Regions from separate parts of the Oryctolagus cuniculus genome. Here region 1 is linked to region 2. The links are chromatin contacts, called in public Micro-C maps. All regions are on one chromosome and are shown on one strand. The core of a region is the stretch at or near the end of the contact, and the rest is flanking DNA. Distances in the headings are between cores, read along the strand shown.

The links. A called contact is a pair of places that touch in the nucleus more often than the background predicts.
Region 1: a Micro-C map of ear pinna shows a contact between it and region 2, with 2.4 times the contacts expected there. The contact joins the promoter of B9D1 here to the enhancer-like site in region 2. A contact is called at or near these places in 2 of 6 Hi-C or Micro-C datasets (ear pinna and psoas muscle).

Annotation. Positions count from the first base shown.
Region 1 is chr17:61,499,588-61,505,561 of mOryCun1.1, forward strand. It overlaps B9D1 (B9 domain containing 1), which reads right to left and starts at 1,302. Exons shown (of 6, transcript XM_070061535.1): 1 at 1,147-1,302; 2 at 573-641. The coding sequence starts at 1,209.
Region 2 is chr17:61,409,270-61,415,465 of mOryCun1.1, forward strand. No RefSeq gene overlaps it. Among named protein-coding and RNA genes, the nearest start is that of EPN2, 13 kb to the right of the region's middle. Within about 2 kb of position 3,527, at least 7 of the 8 cell types and tissues checked have an H3K27ac peak or open chromatin away from gene starts, as enhancers often do. A contact at or near this core is called in ear pinna, where this site is marked.

The DNA.
Region 1 (5,974 bases), core at 52-2,551, 88 kb after region 2:
AGGGCATGCTGGTGCTGCAGGTGGACGCTTCACCTGCTACGCCAGAGCGCCGGCCCCCAGAGGGCTCAGATCCCTCTCTTGTGGGTTCACAGCTCTCTGGTGGGGGACTACCTCCCTGAGTGAAGGCCCTGGTCCTTACTCTGCCCTACCAAGTCTTACAGAATCTGCCCCCTAGGCCTCCTGGCTTCCTCTCTGGCGACTCTTCTCGCTCGCTCCGTTCCCTGGCCGAGCTAGCCTCCTCACTGTTCCTCAGACGTGCCCCAGGGCCTTTGCACACCCTGCTCCTTCTGCCTACAGATTCCTCCACGGTTCGTTCCCTCACCGCCTTCGGGTCTCCTCTCCAAAGCCACCCTCCCGCAGGCCTCCCCCGGCCGCTCACCCGGCCCCAGGCTTCCTCTTGGTTCCTCAAGGGAGACTCGATGATGTCACTAAGGACACGCCCGGGGGGACCAAGGGGCCCGACTTCACCTCCCCCAGGAACACACTCCTGCTCTGGCCCTCTCTGAAGGGGAGTAGCAGGGTGTGGGGGCCGCCCGCAGAGAGCCCGCCCGTCACCCCGGAGCCCAGCTTACCGCAGTGGGGGCCCAGTCCTGGCCGTACACAAAGCAGTACTTACAGTACAGGTCGTCATACTCCGGAAACTGTGGAGAGAGAGCACACGGGGCGGTCGGCGGGGGACCTGGCGGTGCAGTGGGGCCAGCCCCGGCGGGGGCTGGGGCCGGGAGCCTGTGCCCGTGGACAGCCCGGGCTGAGGCAGGCCTGGACAGCAGAGCCTGGGTCACTGTCCCTGGAGAAAGGGGCAGCCTGGTGGGGGCTGGGGGACGCCTGTTTATTTACCTGTAGTAGGCGGTCCCTTATGGTGGGGCGAGGCGGGGAGCTCGGCGGGACCCAGCCCCGCCCTCCCTGGTCACTCCGCCCAGTGAGCAAAGCATCCCGCTCCCAGCCCGAGCTCGGGGGTCCCGCGAGCCCCGCTCCGCGCCTTTACGCCCCCGGGAGACTCCCGCGGTGCCCCCACCAAGGCGACGCGACCCTCGGGCCCGAGTCCGCGCCTCGTGCGGCGGCAGCCTCGCGCCACGCCTCTCCAGCGCCGGATCCCCTCCCCTCGCCTGAGCGAGCGCAGCGCCTCTGGGGTCCACGGCTGCTCACCTGGGCGCTCTCCACCTGCCCGTTGACCATGAGCAGGAAGACGCTGGGACTCGCAGCCGCCATGGCCGGGGGAGACCCACTCGGTCCACGCGCGCGCGGGATCTAAGAGGCGCCGCGGTTGCCGTGGATACTGACGGCGTGGCGCGCGGGACACGCTTCCTGCCAGCACCGCCTTCGCGGAAGCCAGCGAGTGAGTGGCAGCGCGCAGGCGCAATCAGCGGGGGCGGGAGCAGCCCGGGGGCCGGGCCAAATGGGGCGCGGCTCCTCGGTGGCACCCTGGTCCTTCCAGGCCTTGGGGCGCCCAGCTCGGCCATCGATCAGGTTACCGCCTTAGGGGACGTGCGTTCACTCCGACTCGGCCCTGCCCCCCCCCCCTCCAGCGGAGTGCGGAGGCGGGAAAGAGCCGGGTCTTGAGGATAAGCAAGTGTTAAATAAGTACCCCACTCCCCCGGCCACTAGATGTCGTGCGGCCCTGCCGGGAGACGACGGAGAGCCGGGCCGGGGGGCCGGGAGGGTCCCCCCAGCTGGGGCCCAGCAGCGCCTTGGGGACTTCGGAGAGCCTTGGCCCGGAGCTTGTTAAACTTGGGGACCTCGAGAATCCACGCATCGAAGGCACTGCTGCTCCGTGGGAGTGGGGAAACTGAGGCCCACGGAGGGGTAGCCTCTGGCACTCCCGCCGCCCCACGCTCGCTCGGGGCTGGGGGACTCGCTGGCCAGAGCCATGGCGTTGTCGGGGCCGCTTGTTCAAAGGGGAGTCAGTCCCCGGCTGACCCGGCAGGCCACAGCTTCTGTTGCCACGCGGGTCCGCTTCCTCTTCACGCTCACTGAGAATTGCTCGTTGAGCTGGCCCGAAGGGCTGGGGGCCGGAGCACAGCACTGGGAGCACGGGCCAGGGCCTCCCTCCACCCCTCACCCCATTCTGTCCAGTTCAAATGCGCTCTCCCGCCGGCCCCACCCTCCTCTTTCCTCCTGTGATCGGGCACGCCTGCAAACGGCTGGGGGCTCCTAGCAGTTTCCAACCCACATCAAACAGGACATCAAGGGGCCGGGAGCTCGGGGGTGGCCCCCAGGGACCAACAAGCCCAAGTGTGGGCAAAGGGCGACCAGGGCTAGCGGCCAAGTCCAGTGGCATTGGGAGGAACTTCCAGGGAGGGGGTGTCAGGGGCTGCTCGGGGCCTGCGGGAATGCTCACCCCAGTTCAGGTGAGCCAGCGGGGTGCAGGGGTCTGCAGAGGGGTGGAAGAGGCCCTCCGCCCAGGCTGCTGTGGGGTGCATCTGTGCCAGGGCTCTCCCAGCCTCCCTCTACACTCCCTGCTCCCACCTCACTCGTCCCCTGCCCACCTCTCTGGTGCTTCCCTCGAAGAAGTTTCCGGCACAGTGGGATCTGGGACCCACTGGGCTTGGGGAGGGCCCACGAGGTGGGTGAGACGGTGCCGTCAGGGCGGGGTAGTGCTGGGGGCGGACTCCGGCCTAGCAGTGTCAGCAGCCACCCCTGTCCCCCGCAGGCTCCTGTCGCGTGCTGGAGAGCAGCTGGCCAGGGAGGCTGTTCTCCGGGGCTCAGGGACTAGGAACTACCATCCTTGTAGGGCCCCATGCCGCCCTCAGCCAGCCCAGGCTTCTGCGCCCAGCTTTCCAAAATCAGCTGCAAACCCTTGAGCTCAGCAGAGCTGCTAAGGGGCGGGAAAAGGCAGCCCAGAGGCTAGGGAGACAGGCTGCACAGGGCCGCAGGGAGCTGCGGGCCTGGCCAGTGGTGCCAGGGCCAGGGGCAGCTCCTCCACAGCCGTCTTAACCCTCCCAAGGGTCCAGCCACAGGCCGTTCCTAGGCTGAGCTCAGCTCTGTGACCTAGGGCCCCAGCTCCACAGTTGCGGTGGAATACTGTGTGACCCGGGGGAAGTCACTCAACCTCCCAGCGTCCGTGTTCTTGTCACCCCCGGAGGGTTGCTGTGTCAGTGACGTGTGGTTATACACATCAGGCACGGGACTGGGAATGCCGAGACGCACTGCATCCGTGGCTTCTCACTGGAAGTCGTGGAGGGGGGCAGTGCTCACGTCTGCATGCGTCCAGGTTTGCACGTGCTGTTCCTCTGCTACCTGGCACAGCAGCCCCTACCTTCCCCACCCCGAGAGCTCCCATTCAGCTGTCTGAGCCCACTTGAGAAGTCTTCCTCTGAGTAAAGCTACTAAGGCAGCCAGACCTCCTGAAGGGGAGCCCCCCAACTGCTCCACCGTTGGGATTTTCAAAGGCTGACCCCAGATCCCATGGGGCTCCCCACTCTGCAGGCTGGGGACCCAGGTTCCTGTGGCTGCAACCCGGGACTGGGATCACTTTAAGAGAGCCTCTCTTCCTCTCTGCCCCCAGCTCTTTACCAAATAGCAGCAGGGCTGGCATCCGCATGGTGCTGCGTCTGACCTCCTCTGTGTCAACCCAGGAAATTTAGCCATCCCAGTGCCCTGTCCCCAGGATGCCCACCAGGCCCACGTCACCAGGCAAGGGGGAGGTGGCTGGGGGAAGAGGAGGCAGCTGTGGCAGGGCTTGAGCTCAGACTCCAGGGGTAGGGTGGGCGTGCTGCTCCCGGATTCTCCTCTCAGGGTCTCGTCCCCTGCGGGGACCCCTGCTCTGCCTCCTGTCTCAGGGGAGGCAGAGAGCACAGCCCACTGCCATCCACAGCAAGAACCCCACGTGCCCCCTTCCAGATCTTCATTAGGAAGGGGGCGTTGCCTGGGCTGCCTCTGCAGTCCCTACCTCGGGGGTGGGGTGCGCATACCCTCTTTGCCCCTGAGGTTCAAGGGAGGTAGTGGTGGAGCAGCAGTTACCAGGAGCCAGCCAGCAGAGGGAGCTGTCCAGACTCTGGCCCTCCAAGCTGTGACCTTGGGGCGACTGCTTCACCCTCTCTGTCAGTTTCTAGAAAAGTGGGGATCATAAGACCCTCCTCCTGGCAGAGGTCAGTACATGGCAGCGACGGCCTCAACGGTGAAGACAATGTGGTTGGAGTCCAGCTCCTTTGTCATTTTTTGAAAGGCAGAGTCGGGGGGGGGGGCAGGAGAAAGAGGTCTTCCATCAGCTGGTTCACTCCCCACATGGCCACAACAGCCAGAGCTGGGCCAATCCGAAGCCAGGAGCTTCTTCCATTTCTCCCACACGGGTGCAGGGGCCCAAGTACTTGGGCCATTATCCACTGCTTTCCCAAGCCACAGCAGAGAGCTGGGTCAGAAGTGGGGCAGCTGGGACTTGAACAGATGCCCACATGGGATGCCAGCGCTTCAGGCAGAGGCTTAACCTGCTACACCACAGTGCCGACTCTGATGTTTCTGAAATAATTATTCAGTGTTAGCTGAAATTAAAATCTAATTGTGTATTCTGTGCTTCACCTGGAAACCCTAGAGGCAGGTGCCAGTAGGAGAACGTAGATGCTCATGGTCAGGTCTGGAAGGCTCATCACTGGACCCCGCCCACCCAGTCCTGGGCAAGGACTCCTCCTGGGAGGTTCGGAACAGAACCTCTACCTCCCCCACCCCAACTGCTCGTGGGGCTCCGTGCTCTTCAGCCGTTTCCCACAGGCTTCCCATGCAGATCGGTGGGGGGGGATCTCACGGGAAACCAAACAAACAAGCTGCCGCCGCGCACTGACCCCTCCTCCATCCCCGTTCAGTGTCAGGAGGAGGGCCTTGCTGGCCTCGGTGACAGGCCTTATTCCATGGGATGTGTACACTATTGTGAAGACATGACCTGATTTTTTTTTTTTTAATTTTTATTTATTTGAAAGGCAGAGAGAGAGAGAGAGAGAGAGATCCGCTGGTTCATTCCCCAAATGGCCACAATGGCTGGGGCTGGGCCAAGCCAAAGCCAGGAGTCTGGAACTTCATCCGGGTCCCCCACGTTGGGTGGCAGGGACATGAGTACTTGGACCATCTTCCGCTGCTTTCCCAGGGCATTCGCAGGGTGCTGGACTGGAAGTGGAGCAGTTGGCACTTGAACTGGTGCTCGTATGGGATGCTGGAATCACATGCGGCAGCTTAATCCACTGCACCACAAAGCTGCCCCTTCCCCCCATGCACAGAGGGAGGTGTCCGGGACCATGGAGGGCAGGGGCAGTGTGGCTGGCAGGGAGTAGGGGCCCAGCCTTGGAGATACCAAAAACCCAGGGAAGGGCGGAGGCCAGGAGCAGGGGCGTGTGGCTGCCATCTCCCGACATTCGTGGCGTCTGTCTCCCTCACAGACTGCGACCTTTCCAGGGACAGAGAGCAGATATGAGTCTGCACCCCCACACCCAGGGTGAGCGTAGGCATTCAGGGGATGTTCCGGGCTGGGCAACTGTCAACCTCAGTGTCTGCTCAGCTTCTGGGCTCTCTCAGGACTACAGCGCGAGGACAGACACCCAGGCACTGGCGGGATGGGCGGCCGACTTCCCCTGCCCAGGTCAGTGGTTGGCCAGGCTGTGCTCAGCGTCAGAACAGGGCTGAGATCACCACGCGGCCCTGGCCTCTGGAAACCAGGGACAGTCACTTCCGGATGCTGCTTCCTGCTGGTCCCTCCGCCCAAACCACATTCAGCTCACAGGGTGGCGTAGTGAAAGCCCCTTTCCCGCTGGGAGACCTGCAAGCGAATACTGCTGCTGAGCAGAGCCAAGGCTGCGTGGGTGTCAGGCCCGGCTCCTGCTGTCCACAGGCCAATGCCCAGCGGCCACACTGCCTTGGTGCCGGGCCCCAGGCCGCAGTCCCTGAGGCCCTTGTGCCATCAGCTTGACCACGCTCGGAGTCTGTGAGCCCCAGCCCACACAGCAGGCCTGTGCCCATCCCCTCCCCGCTCCCCGGTGTGGAAGGCGCTTCC
Region 2 (6,196 bases), core at 2,277-4,776:
GTGCTAGTGCTTAGGAAAACTTAGAATTCTTCTGAGAATAGATGACTTAAAAAAAACAAACACACAAAAAGTGATGTTTAAAATTTCACTGAATGTACTTAAAAGGGGATTCTTTATGTTGCAACTCCTTTTTTACTCTTTTAGATTTATTTATGTATTCGAGAGGCAGAGTTACAGAGAGGGGGTGACAGAGAGAGGTCTTCCATCTGCTGGTTCACTCCCCAAATGGCCCCAAAGGCTGGAGCTGCACCGATCCAAAGCCAGGAGCCAGGAGCTTCTCCCGGGTCTCCCACATGGGTGCAGAGGCCCAAGGACTTGGGCCATCCTCCACTGCTTTCCCAGGCCACAGCAGAGAGCTGGATCAGACGTGGGACAGCCGGGACTCAAGCAAAGGGCAGAGGAGGGTTTTCCAAATACCTGCTAGGAGGGAACTGCAAAAAGCTCGTGGAAATTGGTAGTGGCAAAAATCATTCACATCTTTCCATTCTTTCACACCAAAGCACTTTCACCTTTCATTCTATTTTTCGACGAGTTTGTGCAGCCCCCTTGTGCACTCTCAGTAGATAGAAACAGGAAAGAAAACTTCACCAGATGGCCCCACGCGTTCCCAGTGTTCGCTCTCCCGTTTTATTCAGTCAGTTCTGGGTTTTGTGTTGTCAGCACTCAGGAGCAGGGAGTCGCAATGCCCAGGAAAACGAGGTGGGGGTGGGCGCTGAGCGGTGGTACCTGGGGGCTGCTGCTTTCCACTTCTGGGCCTGTTCAGAAATTGCAAACGAAGTGGAATGTCTAAACAATGATTTGGAGCTGCTAGATTGATTTTGCAGCCCACTAAGGGAACACAGACCACCGACAGGGAGAGTGCATGTGAAGAGATGTAGAGTGGTCCTACGGACCACGGAGCGAGGTTGCCTGGACACACTCCACGGGCTGACGATGCGAGGGGAGCTGCCTTCCAGCACGGTCTCCTCACCCACCATGGCCAGCACCAGCACGGCGTCCCCCCATCAGGAGGCAAAGCCCGCTTCCCCTCCCGGGGAGCCCGGACGGGCCCTGCCGCTGTTTTACCAATGTGCACGTGCTTGAAAAAACTCGCGGAAGACAGGATTTCATGATAATCTGACTGGGGTGCAGAAAGGCTTTTCAGTGTGTGCACAGGAAGTCTTCCAGAGGACTTCGGCGGGAAGGCTGCTTCAGCGCCTGTTTTAATCGTATTTGAACATTTTACATCGTGACGGACCTTGTTTAAAGGAGGCACTGAGCGCCAGCTGCTGCACGGTGACCCCTTTGCTTGTCGCCTTCCCCATCTCCCCAGGTCCCCATCCGTGCTTCCAAAGAAACTCTCTGCACCCAGGTTCTCAGCCCTGGGTGTGTCCGAAGGGAAGCCAAACAGAGACAAGTACGAACTCAGTGAAGACTGGCCACAGAGGAATGCATCGTCACTCTGATCGGCAGCCCGGGCTTTCTCCATCCTGACCCCTGATCCCTGGCCCGCTGCAGCCACACTGGCCTCCTCACGGATCCCCCACCCCCAGGAGCACGCCAGCCTCCAGGCCTGTGCACCTGCCACCTGTGCTCTGCTCTCCAGCCCGCCCAATGCACAGTGCCTCCTCGTTGCGCTTCCTCCTTGCGGCCACCAGGGGGCGTGGTGGAGGGGCTAGGGGAAGACTCACAGCGAGGCGAGAACCAGAGTCTGTGGCCCCACGGCCTAGGCATCCCCCTAAATGATGCGCTTCCCGGGATTCGGGTCTTGCTCTGGGCCTCTGTGCCCCCACCGGGTCCTCCACGGGAACCTGGGGCCGAGCACAGAGGCTGCGCCAGCACCCAGGAGCCGCCGGCAGAGGGCGCTGCCGGTGCGCAGCCGCCCCAAGGAGCGCGTGGGCGGGCGGAACCCGGGAGAAGCTCCGGGTCCGCAGGGAGCCGTGGGAGCCTCAGGGCGGTGCCTGGGCGGACGCCGCAGCCGTTAGGATTCGGTGAGGTCATCAGAGCGGAGCCCCAAGATGGAACTCGGGGGGCTTTATGAAAAAGAGAGCGGAGGACGTGCTCACGCTGCCTCTCCCCATGGCGCGCCCCAGCCACCCGGGGACCCCTCCCGCAAGGACGTGGTCCCTGCCGCCCTGGCCACGCTCTCGGGGAGGGACAGGGCCCTCCCTCTCTCAGCGTCGGTCCACGGCGCGGCGTGGCGGCAGCTAAGAGGAGCCCACGGGCTTTGGGAAGTGCACCAGCGGATGGAGGACTGACTCACTCCTCCCCGTCTCTTCCTCTACGTCACTCTCAAATAAGGACATCTTACAAAAATCCACCTGTGAACGTGTCTCAGCGACGCTGCGCAACACCAAAGTCAAAGAGGAGATCCTGCAGAGCCAGAACAGGTTCCTGCCGGCCACAGAGATACATTCGTGGAGGGTTTCCACACCATCAAGGGCCGGGCGGGAAACGCGCACGCGTGTGAACTAACCGGGCGCACGACACCAGCAGGGCCATGGCCCATCTAAGGGGGCAGCCCTGCCCCGGGTCGACAGGCCACTGCCCAGCGTCCAGCTTCCGATTCCCAAAGAGAAGCCAACGTGGCGGCCTCCGGCTGGACAGGGTCAGAGGCCGGTGGGGAGGGCGGCGTCAGGGCAGCAGTGGGGCTGGAGGGGCGTCGAGGGTCAAGTGTGGCAGTCACCAGGGGCGGCTGCCCCGCCTGCCTCTCCCAAGCCTGCTTCTCAGCCTTCCAACGTAGCTAGGAGAGGCCTCGGCACGCAGTTCTGAGCATTGGATCACAGTTCCCAAGACTTAACCACGCCTCTTCCCGTCTTAAACACGGACACAGCCGCAATGCCAGGAGCAGCGGCAGCTATTCCGCACAACAGAGGGAAAAGCCAATGAACGCCGCCCACGGCTTATCTCCAGGCTCCGTTAACACGGGAAAATAAACCTCTACTTGTCTACACTATTGCGACCCGTCTTCTATTTCCTGCAGCCAAACACATTCTAAAGACGACAGAACATGGCTAAAGGCTACAGTTCCGAAAGGGAAAGGCTGGGCAGGGGGAGGGGAGGGGCGAGGCGTGTCTCCGCGGCCACAGCGCGCGCCAGGCACGGCGACCTAACGCGGGACCCACTCGCGAACTCCCACCGCAGCCCCCGGGGCAGGCCGTGGAGCCCCACGCCTCGTCCGGGGAGCCCGCAGCATTCGCACTCGGGCGAGGCCGAATCCGGCCAAAGACGGACTCCGAGGCAGGGACAGGCAGCCAACACGCACGTCCACAAACGGGAGCGCCCCGGCCCTTCCCGGGGCCTCGGTGTCCTCGTGGGAAACGGGCCCCTGCGACACATCGCCAGCTGTCCGTCGCCCGGCCCGCGCCAGCGCTGAGCTAACCCGGGTAGGCGGCGAGGCCGCCCTGGCGTGCGCATGCGCGGAGGGCGGGGCTCGTCCAGGCCCCGCCCGCGGCGCGTGACCCCCGCCCCGCTGAGGTAGCCCGGGCGGCGGGCACTGACCTGAAGTGCGCGTGCGGAGGGCGGGGCTCGGTCAGGCCCCACCCCCGCCGAGGTAACCCGGCGGCGAGACGGACCTGAAGTGCGCGTGCGCCGGGCCCCGCCCGCAGCGCGCGACCCCGCCCCGGCTGAGGGGCCGCAGCATGGCGGGGCCGCGGAGGGAGCGGCGGGCAGCGGTACCCCGGAGCCGCCCACTTGCCTCCTCCGGCATCTCTGGGGCCGGGGTGCGGCGCCCGGACCCCGTGGGCCGCTCCCTCCCGGGTCGGCCGCGCCCGATCCCGCCCCAAGCATTTCCTGCCAGGCCTCAGGAAATGCCGGAGGCCGCCCCGCCCCCGCCTCCTTCCGGCAGCGCGGCTCGGCCCCCGGCCGGAGACCCCGCCTGGCCGCCGCGTCCGGGACTCGGAGCGAGGGGGCTGCGGAATGGAGGGGCTGGGCACCCGCGCCCCACGGCCGAGAGAGACAGCTGTGGGGGAGACGGAGAGGACGGGGTCGTGGCACTTACAGTGTGCCAGCCAGATCCCCGTGCCGTGGGCGTAGCGCCTCACTACCTGGGCCCCGCGAAAAGGGAAAGGGCGCCCAGGGGGCCTCCGCCGTGCCCTGAGGCGGGGGCGTGGGGAGCCGCTGGGAGCCTGAGGGAGGAGTGGTCCGGGGCGCCCCCTGGAGGAACAGCGGTGCAAGAGCCTGGGGGTGGGACGAGGCGGAGGCCCTGGGAGGGGCGCTGGGACCCCCACAGCGGGGTGAGGTGCTGAGCCGCAGGTCACAGTGGTGGCGCTGCGCAGCGCCGGTGGCTTCCGAGAGCGGAGCCGCCGCTGCACAGGGAGCGGCCACCCGGGACAGGCCGCAGCCAGTGTGACTGAGAGACCCTGCCCCCACCCCCAACCGCGGGGGGAGGCAGCGGAAATCAATGTGGGGCGGTGGAGGCCGCGGTGGCCGTGATGTGGTTTCCCCGGGGGGCCCTGTGGTTCCTGCCTGGGCACTGAGCCCACGCCCTGTGGCTTCCTCACCGGCCACCGGGATTCCCCCCGTGGGGGTGGGGGTGGGGGCAAAGGCTGGCAGGTTCAGACAGGGACAGGGGCTGCCCCAGGGACTTGGCGAGTCACAGCCCTCACCCATTCACTCCCTCAGGGTGACAGAGGCACTCACTCACTCGTGACCTGATGGAGCCTGCTGGCCGTGCCCCACAGGAGACACGCAGCTGTCCCGACTGCAGCCCCTCCTGGACCACTGGGCTTGGCGGAGGTGGCAGGGAGGGGCTAGCCCTGAGGACGGTCCCACACCGTCCCCCAGCTGCTCACTCAAAGCCCCTTCACTGGCTGCGCCCCTAAAGCTACTCGGGGGGCACCCAATGAAGATGTTTGTTGGTTCAGCCTCTGTCCAGCCGAGGGAGACTGGGCACTGGGCATGTGGGTGTGGCGCGTGAGTCCTTGCCTAGTGGGAGAAGTGGGGACAGCTGACTCCAGGCAGTGTGGTTAGTGCTGTGACCTAAGGATCTTACAGGGAGAGTGACCACTTCTGCCTGGGTGGCCAAGCGACTTCTCAGACATTCCTCTCCCCCTTGACCTTGAAAGATGACCCGGGGCATCCCCAGCAGGCCGAGGGCAAGGGTGTTCAGTCGTGGTGTGCAGACCAGGAACAGGAGCAAGGAGAGACTGAGGGATGGTGTCACCGGAGATGCTGGTGGGGTCAGCGCCCAGTGGCCTCCAGCGGGGGTGGGGTGTTGCTCAGACTGCCTCGTGGTCATGGGGAGCCGGGTGGCGCTGCAAGTTTTTGAGCAAGGGCAGGGTTTGACTTTTTTTTTTTTAAGATTTATTTATTTTAGAAGCAGAAAGAGAAGTCTTCCATCCACTGGTTCACTCCCCAGATGGCCACAATGGCCAGAGCTGCGCCGATCTGAAGCCAGGATCCAGGAGCTTCTTCCGGGTCTCCTACATGGGTTCAGGGGTCCAAGCACTTGGGCCATCTTCCACTGCTTTCCCAGGTGCATTAGCAGAGAGCTGGATAGGAAGAGGAGCAGCCAGGACTCGAACCAGTGCCCATATGGGATGCTGGTGCTGCAGGCTGAGGTTTAAGCTACTACTACACCAGCGCCGGCCCTGGTTTGACTTTGGAGGGAGGCCCCACTTTTCTCTGCAGAGATCTTGCAGGTGTAGCATTCTCTCTCTCTCCCCTTGCAGGAGCACATGGTGGGACAGCTGGCACAGCAGAGCCGCTGCATCCCTGGGGGGCTCTCCATCCTATAGTGAGCATGGGACTCCCTGAGTCTTCCCACCTGTGAGCCAGTGGGGACACTGAGGCACGGGGCCAGACCTCGATCAAGGCCCCATAGCTAGGAGGTAGGGGCACTGGGGTAGAACCCAGGCTTCCTCCGGCTTTGTGCACACCTCCTGTCATTGCCCAGTGCCAGCCGCTCAGCTCCTGGAGGGCTCCAGGCACCAGTTCCCTCTCCAGCACCGCCTGTGAACCCTAAGGGTGAACAGGGGCAGCTTGGGTGTGACTTGTGTCAAGAACCGGGGGGATCACCTGGGCCGGGAGAGGAAACGGGCTGTCGCCTCCCTCGGGTCTGAGCTTGCTCCCCTGTGGGCTGTGGCGAGCCGCACCTGTGCTGCTCTAACTGGATGCCTGAGACCTGTGATTTTACAAAGCCCTGAGACTTCTCGACTCACAGCGCAGGGTGCTGGGAAGTCCAACAGGGCGGCGTCGGCACCTGCTCAGCTCTGGT